Regions from separate parts of the Macaca mulatta genome. Here region 1 is linked to region 2. The links are chromatin contacts, called in public Hi-C maps. All regions are on one chromosome and are shown on one strand. The core of a region is the stretch at or near the end of the contact, and the rest is flanking DNA. Distances in the headings are between cores, read along the strand shown. Region 1 overlaps DIAPH1 (diaphanous related formin 1). Region 2 overlaps DIAPH1 (diaphanous related formin 1).

The links. Hi-C and Micro-C count contacts between places; a contact is called where the count stands out from the background.
Region 1: a Hi-C map of fetal cortex germinal zone shows a contact between it and region 2, with 3 times the contacts expected there. The contact joins two enhancer-like sites. A contact is called at or near these places in 4 of 14 Hi-C or Micro-C datasets (cortical neurons, fetal cortex germinal zone, fibroblasts and 1 more).

The regions. Positions count from the first base shown.
Region 1 is chr6:150,396,852-150,403,073 of T2T-MMU8v2.0, forward strand. The region is part of intron 16 of DIAPH1 (diaphanous related formin 1); the gene reads right to left. Among named protein-coding and RNA genes, the nearest start is that of DIAPH1, 62 kb to the right of the region's middle. Within about 2 kb of position 3,945, at least 28 of the 40 cell types and tissues checked have an H3K27ac peak or open chromatin away from gene starts, as enhancers often do. A contact at or near this core is called in fetal cortex germinal zone, where this site is marked.
Region 2 is chr6:150,361,615-150,367,624 of T2T-MMU8v2.0, forward strand. It overlaps DIAPH1 (diaphanous related formin 1), which reads right to left. Exons shown (of 26, transcript XM_077937193.1): 23 at 5,869-6,010; 24 at 5,611-5,746; 25 at 3,728-3,814. Among named protein-coding and RNA genes, the nearest start is that of DIAPH1, 97 kb to the right of the region's middle. Within about 2 kb of position 4,352, at least 14 of the 40 cell types and tissues checked have an H3K27ac peak or open chromatin away from gene starts, as enhancers often do. A contact at or near this core is called in fetal cortex germinal zone, where this site is marked.

The DNA.
Region 1 (6,222 bases), core at 2,695-5,194, 35 kb after region 2:
TCTGCAAATTTAGATAAAATTGATAAATTTCCAGAAAAATATAACACATCAAAACTTACCCAATAAGAGAAAACCAGTCCTATAAACATAAAAGAATTAAATCAGTGATCAAAAATTTCTTTAGAGACCCAGATGACTTCACCAGCTATTATTTCAAACACCCAAGGAATAAATAATTCCACCAATTTTATGCCAAAAATTTTCCCACAGAATAGAAGTATATTTTCTCAACTCATGTTGTGAGGCTAGCATAACTTCATTATTAAAATGTGAAAGAACAGTATCAAAAAAATCATAGGTACTTTCACTCATAAACATAGGCACAAAATTCCTAATAGCAAAGTGAATTAAGGAGTATAAGATAAAAAGAATAACAGATCACGTCCAAGTTAACTTTGTTTTAGGAATACAAAATCGGCATAACAGAAATCAGTTAATATGCTTCACCACAATTACAGATTAAAGGAGAAAATTATATGATCGTCATCTCAACAATACAAAAAAAAAACTGACCAAATTTAATATCCATTCAGAATAAATAGTCTTAGCATACTAGAAATAGAAGAAACTTCTTTGACAAACTGTATATATATCAAAAGCTACAGGCAAAACCCTTCAGGACAGTGGATACTGTGAGTTGGGGTGGAGGTTCAGTTGTAACTGGAAGGGGGCATAAAAAAGGGAATCTGGCCGGGCGCGGTGGCTCACGCCTGTAATCCCAGCACTTTGGGAGGCCGAGATGGGCGAATCATGAGGTCAGGAGATCGAGACCATCCTGACTAACACGGTGAAACCCCGTCTCTACTAAAAATACAAAAATTAGCCAGGCGCGGTGGCGGGCGCCTGTAGTCCCAGCTACTCGGGAGGCTGAGGCAGGAGAATGGCGTGAACCCGGGAGGCAGAGCTTGCAGTGAGTGGAGATCGCGCCACTGCACTCCAGCCTGGGAGACAGAGCAAGACTCCGTCTCAAAAAAAAAAAAAAAAAAAAAAAAAAAAAAAAAAAAAAAAAGGGAATCTTGGTCTCAGACCTTGATTACATAAATGTAAATTTCCTTTTTAATTTTTTGAAATTTAATGCTGTATAATGAGTTGTACACTTCGACCTGAAATAAAGAACTAAGATACACACACACATCACCCTCTGATTACAACCATGTAAATGCTATATATACATCACAGGCAAAGACTACAAGGGAATATGAACAAATTAAAACAGTTTGATTTGTTAACATAGTGTGATAATGTAACTGTGTAAATTTTAAAAACTGTCACCAACCAGGAAACTGTGAGAAAGGCAAGATAGATATGGCTCAGGGCACCATCTATTGTATTTTCATATCCTTAGACAGGTAGGCCTGGTTCAACTTTGACGGTGGGTTGGGAAGAACTCCCACTGACAACCAGTAGTAAAGACAGGCAGTCAAATGTAGAACCCATAGAATGGTTCCACTTGCCGCCTTCCCAGCCTTCTTACAGGAATGGTGCACTAATTAATCATCCAGATATTAAAGCACCTAATATACAACCTTATCAATGCTTGGGTTCCAGCCCCCATTTTCACAAGAGCAAAGATGAGGAGTCCAGAACAAAGGCCTCCTGCTGTCCCTCATCCTAAAAACAACATCAAGGGCTGAGTAATTTCAATTTACAGAATTGTGTGAAATAAGGGACCAAAATAGGTGGGTATAGATAGCACCTTAGCACAAAGGAAAAGAGGAAAATTTTATCTGCAAAGGCTGTGACTCTCAACAGACAATAGTAGAAAAGAGAGACCCTTACACCTAGCTATGGGGTTAAAAAGTGGCTGTGCCAGGTTCCGTACTTCTAGCTGCTACAATCCTGACCTTTACAGCAGATTCTAAACCCTTTGCTAGTGGGAACTAGAACTTCCAAACTAGACATGGGGCCAATCTAGTCTCCACAGACCAGACTCTATGAGTGTCCTGCCAGCCTTGCCAAGAAGCCAGACCCTGCTAATTCCCTTCTATTATCTGTGCCCTCCCTTGGACAAGGGAATAGACTGCTTGCTGTGGCTGCTAAAGTCAGAGTCACTGACCCATTTCAGAAGGGGGAGAAGAATATTAAGCAAGAACTTTCATCTGATCATTTGCATCTAAGTCAGTCTCAGGGAGTATCTCCAAAAAGGTCAAGGGGAGGAGTAGCGATATTATAATCCTGAAGCCATAAAGGACTTTTCACCACATCCCCCCCACCCCAAAACAGTATTATACTTTTTCTTTCTGTAAAAGTCCGTGAAATGCTCTTAATTCATTGAGTCTTACCAAGGAGAAAGCTGCTACTTAAGTAAAAAAAGTATTTGGGAAAAAAAAGCTAATACTCTAGAATCACCATAGGGATGCAGCTATTAAACAGTGGCCAAACACAGTTGTCCCAACGCTTAAAAGCTCTCCTTTAATTCTTAGAACAGGTAAGGTCCACTTCTATGACCATGTACTCTGTTGAAGGCAGTGTGCAAACTTTTGTCAAGACTTTGGGTAACTGATTATCACGTCAGGAGAAAAGTTAAGAGTCCAGTCCTTTCTCCCTCTGAAGGTGGCAGGGCATTGCTCCTTCACTTTGTCTCCAATAGCTTCTGGGGGAAATCCTAAAGAGAGGCTCTGCTCTGGCAAGAAGGGAAGTGTGGCTTTGCATCTTCTCAGTCCCAATCTGAAAGATCTTTTTATTATTTATTTATTTATTTATTAAAATGGAGTCTCACTCTGTCACCCAGGCTGGAGTGCAGTGGTGCAATCTTGGCTCACCACAAACTCCGCCTCCCGGGTTCAAGCGATTCTCCTGCCTCAGCCTCCCGAGTAGCTGGATTCTAGGCGCGCGCCACCAGGCCGAGCTAATTTTTGTATTTTTAGTACAGATGAGGTTTCGCCATATTGGCCAGGCTGGTCTCGAACTCCCAACCTCAGGTGATCTGCCTGCCTTGGCCTCCCAAAGCGCTGGGATTACAGGCGTGAGCCACCGCGCCCGGCAGATATCTTCTTTTTAAAATAAATTAAGTCTATAAATAAATTGCCAAATAAAAAATAAAAGGGAGACAGCACAAGAGAGAACCTATAGAGACATCAACCAACTGCAATGTGCAGACTTTATTTGGCTCTGATTCAAATGAACTATTAAAAAAAAAACAACTATCATAAGATAATTTGCAAAATTTAACACTAACAGGCTATCTGATATTAAAGAATTTTTTAGATGTGATAATGGCAGTAATTATCTTCTTTTAAAAGTCCTAATTTTTTTGACACACATTCTGAACTACTTAAGGATTAAATAATATGAACAAGGATACATGTAAAAAAAATGGGTGGCAAGGACAAAGTTGATACAGGTATATGAAACAAGACTGGCTGTTGATAAGTTTTTTAAACGGGTGATGGACACAGGGGTGTTCATTCTAGTCTCTTTACATATATGTGTGTATGTATGTGTGCATTTTTTTCATTGTTTCAAAAATAAAATTAAAAGAAAAAATTCAAGATCATTTCCCTTGAGTCATCGGGGCATTTGATTCTTCCCAGACAGCTAAGTAAAAGGGGTTCCTTTTCCTCTTCTTTATTTGGGGTTATCTTTTCTTCTTATCTGATCCTACAATTAAGAATACTGCCCTAAACATCTCTGTAGCAAAAACACCTAAACCCAGGCTTACAGTCTAGATGAGGCAGAGGGGATGCCCTGGCCTGCTGCCTCAAAAGCTAGCACCCTGTCACTGTTAGTAGGTGTCCAGCAGCCAAACCATTTTGCTCTGTGCTCTGCTGGTAGGGACTTGCCGCATCGATTGTTCAGGATGCAGGCAGCCTGCAGCAAGGTGTGTCCCTGATGAGCAACTGCTGAGTAAAAGAGTACGTAGCTGTGCCTCAGCCAGTCTCCCTCCCTCTGCAAACCAGACTCCTCCTTTGCCTAACTCTTTTTTTTTTTTTTTTCCTGCGTCACAAATACAAAATGGAGTTAGCTGGGAGCAAAAACAATCTGTCTAAAATGGCTGAATGCAGTAGGGAGTGCCAGACAGTAAAGTAAAGGGAAAGGGCACCCCCTGGCGTCCAAGACAGGGAGCCTATTTTATGTTCTTCACTACTTTTGCATGTCAAACCAATCAGTCCTACAGAGTCCAAGTTAATTTTGTCACAAATCTTGATACTGAACTCTAAAATTCAAAGAATAGAAACTGAGGCACAAGAAGGGAAAATAATTTTCAGTCTCTAAAGACAAAGGGCACAAGTCAACAGCCCTGAGTCCCAGTTACTGCTTGGTTATGATCAGTAATAGTTTCTAGGAGACAACAGAACGGAAGGGAGGTCCTTTTATAGTACATGATTCCCCAGCTTCAATAATGGACTAATGACCCCCGGAATCCCACCGCTATAGCCTTCACTTCCCCAGGAATTCCTGTTGCAGGCATCTCTCAATGAAGACCACAAACAGGAAATGGAGGAGTGGGGAGTTGCCTGACATCCTGGAAACTATGTTCTTAAGAACTGCAGGTGGGAGTAAGTAAGTGGGATAGAAAAATGGGCTTTTCAAAAACACTGTTGAGAACACAGACTGACTCTAAAGCCAGTTATATCCACAGGGCTGGAAGACAGGCTGAGCTATAATGCAGCTCCACCTAACCTCACTCACTTACTCAGGACCAACACCTTACTTGCTCTGCCCAAGATAAAGCCTGCAGCATTTGTACCTATTCTACAGGGAACACCCTCCATTATCTTTATCTGATGCTACACCTCCCTTGAGTAAGCCAAGTACCTATGACAAAAAAGAACATGTAAGAAAGGTGGAAAAAACAGAAACATCTGGAAAAACTTGTGGGTGCAAGTCATTAATGGTTGCCACTACTTAAAGGAGGCTGCACAAATATGCCAGTTTATCCAACGTCTCTAAAGATAATGGCAACACATACAACACAGGTACACAAAAATCACAAGATGTTAAAAAATATATATATAGCATCACTGTATTTTTCTCTGAAGAAATAGGGTCTTTGTGGAAGAATCCTAGATTTCTCAGGCATATGTGAAAGATCAGAACACTTAATAATCTCTCTAGGAAATAACTTCCCGTGAGGGTAACATAGCTATAAAATTTCCAAGTTCACCTAGCATACAATAAGCCATGTCTATTAAGCACTACATCAACTCTCTAATTCTGGGAAGAGGAGAGAGTAAGAGGGTCCCATCAGGTGTTAATGTCAGAAGCTGCCCAGATGCAGAACTTCTAATTTATATTCTTCATGGTTGTAATACACATAAGGGATAGATTCAGCACTTTAAAACAATCACTAAGCTATACATTATAGATGGAAAAAATATGCCAACCGAATAGCAGTTATCCCTGCCCAAAGGTAACCATATCACTGATATCTTGGCCAAAATATACAACTATCTGCAAAATCCCACAGAACTAGACCATCACAGATGTGCAAGCTGTAAGGAGGGATAGGGCAAACTGGCATTAATGAACAAACCTAAAGGACAAGAACAGAGCCAGACAGAAGCCCAAAGGAAGAACCAGATGCTGAGAATTACAAAGAAGGGGACAGATCTAAGTCTGGAAGGGTAGCAGAAAAACAGTATTAAAAACCTGGGCACTTCACCAAGCACTTGGTCTTTCCAATAATATAGTCATTGAGTTTCCCACAGATACTTTCCCAGCACACCCAGGATGGTGACTCAATTAGGGAGTGCTAAAAAGAGGTCTGCTTCTGGGATGTGGGTGTGGAGGGACTAGAAGGACAGGCACTATCCCAAGCAAGGACTCAGGTATGTCAGCAGAGAGATATGACAAGTTTATGCAAGGAAACAATAGCCTAGAAGGCAGAAGAAAAGGCATTAAAATAAGATACTAGGAATAAAACTCTTCTCCTGGATTAAAAAATGTTTTATTATGGGAAAAATTAAACTTACAAAAACAGAACAATTAATCCCCACGTATACATCACTCAGTTTCAACAGTTATTCACTGGTGACCAATTCTGTTTCATCTATACCTCAACACACTTCTAAATCCCAAATATGATCCGCAATTATTTCTGTACGCATCTCTAAAAGATGATGACTTTTTAAAAAATGCGAAGAAACCATGATGACACTAATTTCCAGTTGTCTCAAATGTCAAGTGTTTTGTATAGTTCATTTGGTTGGATCGAGATCTAAATAAGTTCCATATACTGTACTGGTTGATAAAATTTAAAATTCTCTCTTAATCTTTATG
Region 2 (6,010 bases), core at 3,102-5,601:
GCACTTGGGTCATGGGGTGGATCCCTTATGAGTGGCTTGGTGCCCTCCCCACAGTAAAGAGCTCATACGAGCACTGGTTGTTTTTAAAAGAGCCTGGCATCTCTCTAGCTCCCACTTCCGCCTTGTGATACACCTTCTTCCCCCTTGATTGGAAGCTTCCTGAGGCCTCAACAGCAGATGCTGGCGCCATGCTTTCTATACAGTCTGCAGAACTGTCAGCCAAATAAACCCCTTTTCTTTATAAATTACCCAGTCTCAGGTATTTCTTTATAATAACAAGAAATAGACTAACACAGGTGGTCATGAGAGCACCTTCCTGAAGCAATGTCATCATGTCCAAGACTCTCCTTGCTGGAAGGTATGAAAGAATATTTCCGGCCCATACTGTGGGTTCACTGCCATCTCCTGTTCAATCATGCAGGCTGAGTGGAAATAGCCCTGGACTTGGGAGTCACAAAAGCGGGCTACAGTGCTGTCATTAGATAGCCATGTAGACCTAGGCAAGACCTTATCTGTTTTTTATTTTTATTTTTTGAGATGGAGTCTCATTCTGTCACCCAGACTGGAGTGCAGTGGTGCAATATCGGCTCACTGCAAGCTCCACCTCCCGGGTTCATGCCATTCTCCTGCCTCAGCCTCCTGAGTAGCTGGGACTATAGGCGCCTGCCACCACGCCCGGCAAATTTTTTGTATTTTTAGTCAAGACAGAGTTTCACCATGTTAGCCATCTTATCTGGTTTTAATTCCTTTCCCTATGAGCAGGTTAGATACTAATCACTGGAAGTCTTTAGAGTCTTTCCAATTCTATGATTCTATTAGATGGATGGAGCTTATAGGGAAGCTGGGAAATTAGGTAGAGGGAAGGAAAGGAAGAGTTGAATTTCTTTCTTCCCTTGGCTTTTATCCCAGTGAGCAAATGACTTGTACACAAGAGGCCACAATTCAGACAAGGAGATAAAGTTGAGTCATTAAAACCACAAGCTGACTCAACCATGGGCCTGAAATAGCAGCTGTAATACAATCACATGGATTCTTCCCCTTGACACTTAAACCATTGTTCTCCCACACCCTGCGGGTCACAGCAGTTTACATGTTGCTTTTAATGAACCAACCCTGATAGTAACTCTCCTCTTCCAACTCCTCAATGAGTCTTTGTATACTGGTCACTCCCCCAGGTCTCCAGAGACCGGAAGAATTTAACATTCCTTTAAATTCTAGGGAAAAAGCTAGTGTCTTTGAATAGGGACAGCTGTCTCTCTGGAAAAAAGGAGGGCTGTGAGGCAGATATGCTCCACAGTGCCTCTGTTTTTTTAGCTCAAAGCAATCAGCCAGGAGGAATAGTCAGAGACAGCCAGGCAAGGGGTGGAACAGCCAAATCCAGTAGCCACACAGAGAAACCTATAGCCAGTGGAACCTTTGTATTTTGAAAATGGGGCCGTCTAAGTCCAGCCTCTCTCTCCTCTTCTCCTCTCAATCCTGTTGTCACTGCACAAAAAAATATTAGAGCTGGAAGGGACTCTGGAGACCATTCATTCTAGTCCAATTCTCATTTTATACCTGAGAAACTGTGTCCCAGAAACATTAAATGACTTGCTTAGGATAACACAGACAGCATCCCAACTAGATATGACTTTAGGAGTTTTGATCCCTACCTACCCTGTGTTCTTTGTAGTCTACTCTGATGGCTATCCTCCTGTTTATGTTTAATGTGAGGCCACATCACATCACTTTACATGATGTGAAAGCACCAAGGTCTAAAGAGTTACCGGAATAACTCCAAGATATATTCAAGTGTATTTAGTGAACCCAGAGCCTAGAAAGATAAGCTTATAGGCTAGAGCCACTTAAAATATATGTAATTGTCATTTTACCTACTTTCCAATTTAATATCTCCTAGTATAAGTCTCCTCCTATTCCCTCTGGCATGGGAGAGAGTACTTTGACTAATTCAGGTCCTCTGCTGGAAGGTTAGGTTCCAACAAAATTCCTCCTTCCTCCACCTGTGAGTTCTGATTTTCCGTTTGGAAAGAAGTAAGAATGGGGCTTCCCCAGCAGAGGGAAGCCACTGATGTCTGGTTACCTGTGTACAGGAAGCATCTGGGATTCTAGTATAGTTCCACAGGAAGATTAGCCTTAAAAGGGAATTCCCCACCAAAAGTCTGATGCAGGCACTTAGCTGACGGGGTCAAAAAAAACCCAGTAAGATGCAATGTATTTTTGTAAGGCTAGAAATGCTTAATGTTAAGGCCACATCACCTTATGTGGTCAGTAGGAAATAATGTTGTAAGAACCTATAAGATGAAATACAGGAGTAAGGGTACCTCTAGCTGTACTCTCCTTGCAAACACCTATCTGTAAGACTAAACACTAGCCCAGAGAGTACTCAGCTCTTCATATCCACTTCTCCTCCCCTTTAGAAAGCCTGTACTCAGAGAATGCCAGAAAATGGATAAGAACTTTGACTCGGGAGCTTTCAGTTTGGGGAACATTCTGAAGTCATACAAGAGAGCCCTCAGAAGGGAGTATCACTCTGGTTATTCAGAGTATAAGTAGAAATGGGCAGTCAGCCATTACAGATGAAACTCACAGTGATGGAAACAGTTGGGCCAGGATACTGAGTTTATATAGGCTAGCATGCTCTAAGGTCCCCCTTTCCAGGCTGTGGCAGGTACTAGAGGCCCTACAGATACCACTAATAGCTGAGCACTGGCCAAAGCAAGCTGTGTAACTCCTTCTATTTACAATAATCTCAAAGTAAAACTCACTATCAAATGGTCCTACACAATGCAACAGCCAAGAAATAGGGAATATAGATTTAAGTCCCTCTGAAGTAGAAACCTTTAAATGATGCCTTTTTTGTAATTCCCACTCTTCAAATTAGAAAAGAAGCTACCACTCCTAGCCTCAAAAGACCTTCACTAGACACAATGGTGCAGGTCAATTCCACATGAGGGGCAGCCTTGGCTATACCTTCTTTTGAATTAGTCTCCTGGCCACTTTAAGATTCCCTCAGGGGGAACTTACTCATTAATCTTTTCCCATACTAATACCTAGATCATTTGTCCTAGCTCTTTTTAGAATCTCTAGCTCAATGTAATCCACTTAGATCTTCCAAAAGATGTGAAAGGAGATTGCAGGGCAGTGATGGGGGAAAGGCAAGGGCAACAGAGGCTAACTGCACTCAAGGAAAAGGTAGTTTTCAGTCACGGCATAATCCTTCAATAGAGATGCTCCTCTATATTTTTCTGTCTGGGAATAATGATGCCTAAACCTCTCTACAAAATTGTATACTTTCTATTATTAGTTCTCTCTATGTATGCCTTCTGCTTGTGAAGTCCAGAGTACGGACTCTGACTTATTTTTAATTTGAATTTCAATCTATACCTAATATACATTTTGTATTTAGATCAACTTTTGTTCATACACACAAATGCCCACTCAAATCCCTGTGTCCTGCAGCTCAGTTCTTTTGTTCCAAATATCGGCTTCAAGAGTGGGGAGAAATGTGGCATAATCCAATGTAACTGATTTACTGTCAGCCCTTTAAACTTGTTTTCTAAGTCGCTACTCTGTAACATGGGAAGAAGAGGACTAGATAATCCGTTCTGGATGCAGGGATTAAAAAGATGCTTAGAACATCATTATTTGCTCTTCAGCCTCAGACTGGCAGGAGTAGAGAGCCCTCACCCACTTCGACACCCAGGATGAGCTCCATGTGCTTACTTACCTTGACGGGGCCCTCTCTTCCGTCGGAATGCTGCACCTGACTGCAGGGCTTCTAGAAGACTGTCCATCACACCTGTCTCATCACCCTCTGTTATAAAGAACAAGATGGAGATGTGAACTCTTCGGCCAGAGCAGCATGGCAAATACCAAGCCCCACACAAAATGCATGGCTATTGCTCTCTCACAGCAGCTGGCAGCTAAGAAGAGACAAAGAGAGCTCAGCCTTAAGTCTCACAAGTTCATGTTTACTTGTATCTGCTTACAAATGGTTAAAACAAAAGATCTCATTGCCTAGTATCCAATGCAAACCTTGGGATATCTTCCCGCAATGCCATCCTCCCCACCCCAATCAGGACTAGCAACAAAATTATAGAACTGCCCAACTCCAAGACCAGGATAAGTAAAGACTATGACTGTGAAATTAGTCAGCAACTATATCACTCCCTCTTTATCCTAAAGTGTTTCGCCTGGTTAGGTCTCAGAGCAGGGCTGAGGAAAGACCACTGATCAAAGAGTACACTTCCCTGAAGTACTGCCTCCAGTGGCTAAGTCTTCCTGATGTCTAAGTCCTCTGCATCTAAGAGGAGCAGCCTGGCTGGAACACAAAGAGTTAATGTAAAATCTTTGTTCTAGCCGGCTCGGTTTCCATGGCAACAGCTTAGGATAGTGAAATCTGAAACTGTGAAATCCCAAAATGCCCATAGGCTGCCAGTTCCAAGGCTGGGGCTCACTGCTCCCAGCACCACCTGCTGGCTGAGCATCACCACTGCAGCTGACCTACATTCCACCCTCATTGACCCAGGTACTGGAAACTGGGCAAGGTCCATTACGCCGCCTGTTGACCCGGTGCAGCCCTCATCCCACATGTCAGCGGGACTCCACCTTCCCCCACTGCATCCTAGCCAGTACCTGGGGGCAAACCCTGGAGTCCCAGGGGAAGGTGAAGGATACTTGGTGTGGGCTTTAATAGCATTACAAAGTTGTGGCTTACAACTAAGGGCAAGGAAATTGCTTTCCAGAAAAGCATAAAGAAAAGTCCCTGGTAGCAAGAGGTATCAGAGCAGCCCTTGTGTCCGTGGTCTGTAAAATACTGATTCCTAACAAACTCAGCAGCTCTGTGAACACCTCTTCATTTGCAGAAGGCTCGTGGCCCCTCAGGTTCGGAGGAGGGTGGTATCAGCTCAGTGCTGTGTGAGCAGCGTATGCTGTATTTCCGCTGCCCACAGAGAGAGCAGTGGGGGCGAAGGGGTAGGGAATCTGCAGCAGGAAAGAAGCAGAGACAGGAAACAGAGGGCCAGTAATTGAAACCATATGTTTCAACAAAGACATGCTTCTGGTAGTGAAATAGAGATTCTGCTGAAAAAAGAAGAGGGTGACCGACTCCCCACCCCCTCCAAAAGTTCAATCCATTTACAGTCTAATTGTGTATACAACTGGGCTAAGGTACTAGGGACACAGTACTTTGTGAAATAGGCAGAAAGGGAAGACACACCACAGTTAAAAGATGGGAGGAGCGTCAGGAAAATATTTTAAAGAAAAAAAACCCAAAAGATTTAGTGGAGGGAATGAGAACAGGCCAGAAGAACCTTTGGACGGACAGAAGGAAAACAGTATATATCACAGCAATACCACAATCACGGGGGAATGAGAGAGAACACAAGAGCCAGCAAAGGACAGAAAAGGTAAAAGTTTTACCAGGGCAAGTTGGAATGTGCATTATCTGAACTGGGGTTAAAGTCCGGCATCGGGATCTCGGAGGTAGAAGACTGCCAAAAATCATTTGCCAGGAGGTGAGCTCAGACATAAGACTGCCTCTAGACTCTTAGGCAGAGAAGTCTTCCAAACATTCCTATCTCAACCCATCAACCCATCTTCACGCCTCACCTGCATTCATGTCTATGAGTTGCTCTCTCTTCTGCTGCTTCTCTAGCCGCTCCTTCTCTGCCTTCTCCTTGGCTAGTTTTGCTCGCCTCATCTTTTCTTCTGTCTCCCGCCGCTTCTGGTTCTCCTTGACTGCTTGCTGGGGCAAGGAAGGGGAGGAAGGAACACATGGGCATTGTACACCTACTACCAGCCAACAGGAACCCAGGGAAAGTGAGAAATGCCCACAAAAGATTCAGTCAGCAAGAATCCCTTGCTCACCAAAAACATATTCCGAAAATTGTGAAGATCCATGAAAAATTCTTCAACAGATAACTTCTTGGGGTCAAAGAGGAAGTAATCGCCCAGCTCCTTATAGAGGGTCTCCATGTTAGAATGCATCATCCGCAGCTTGTTATACTGT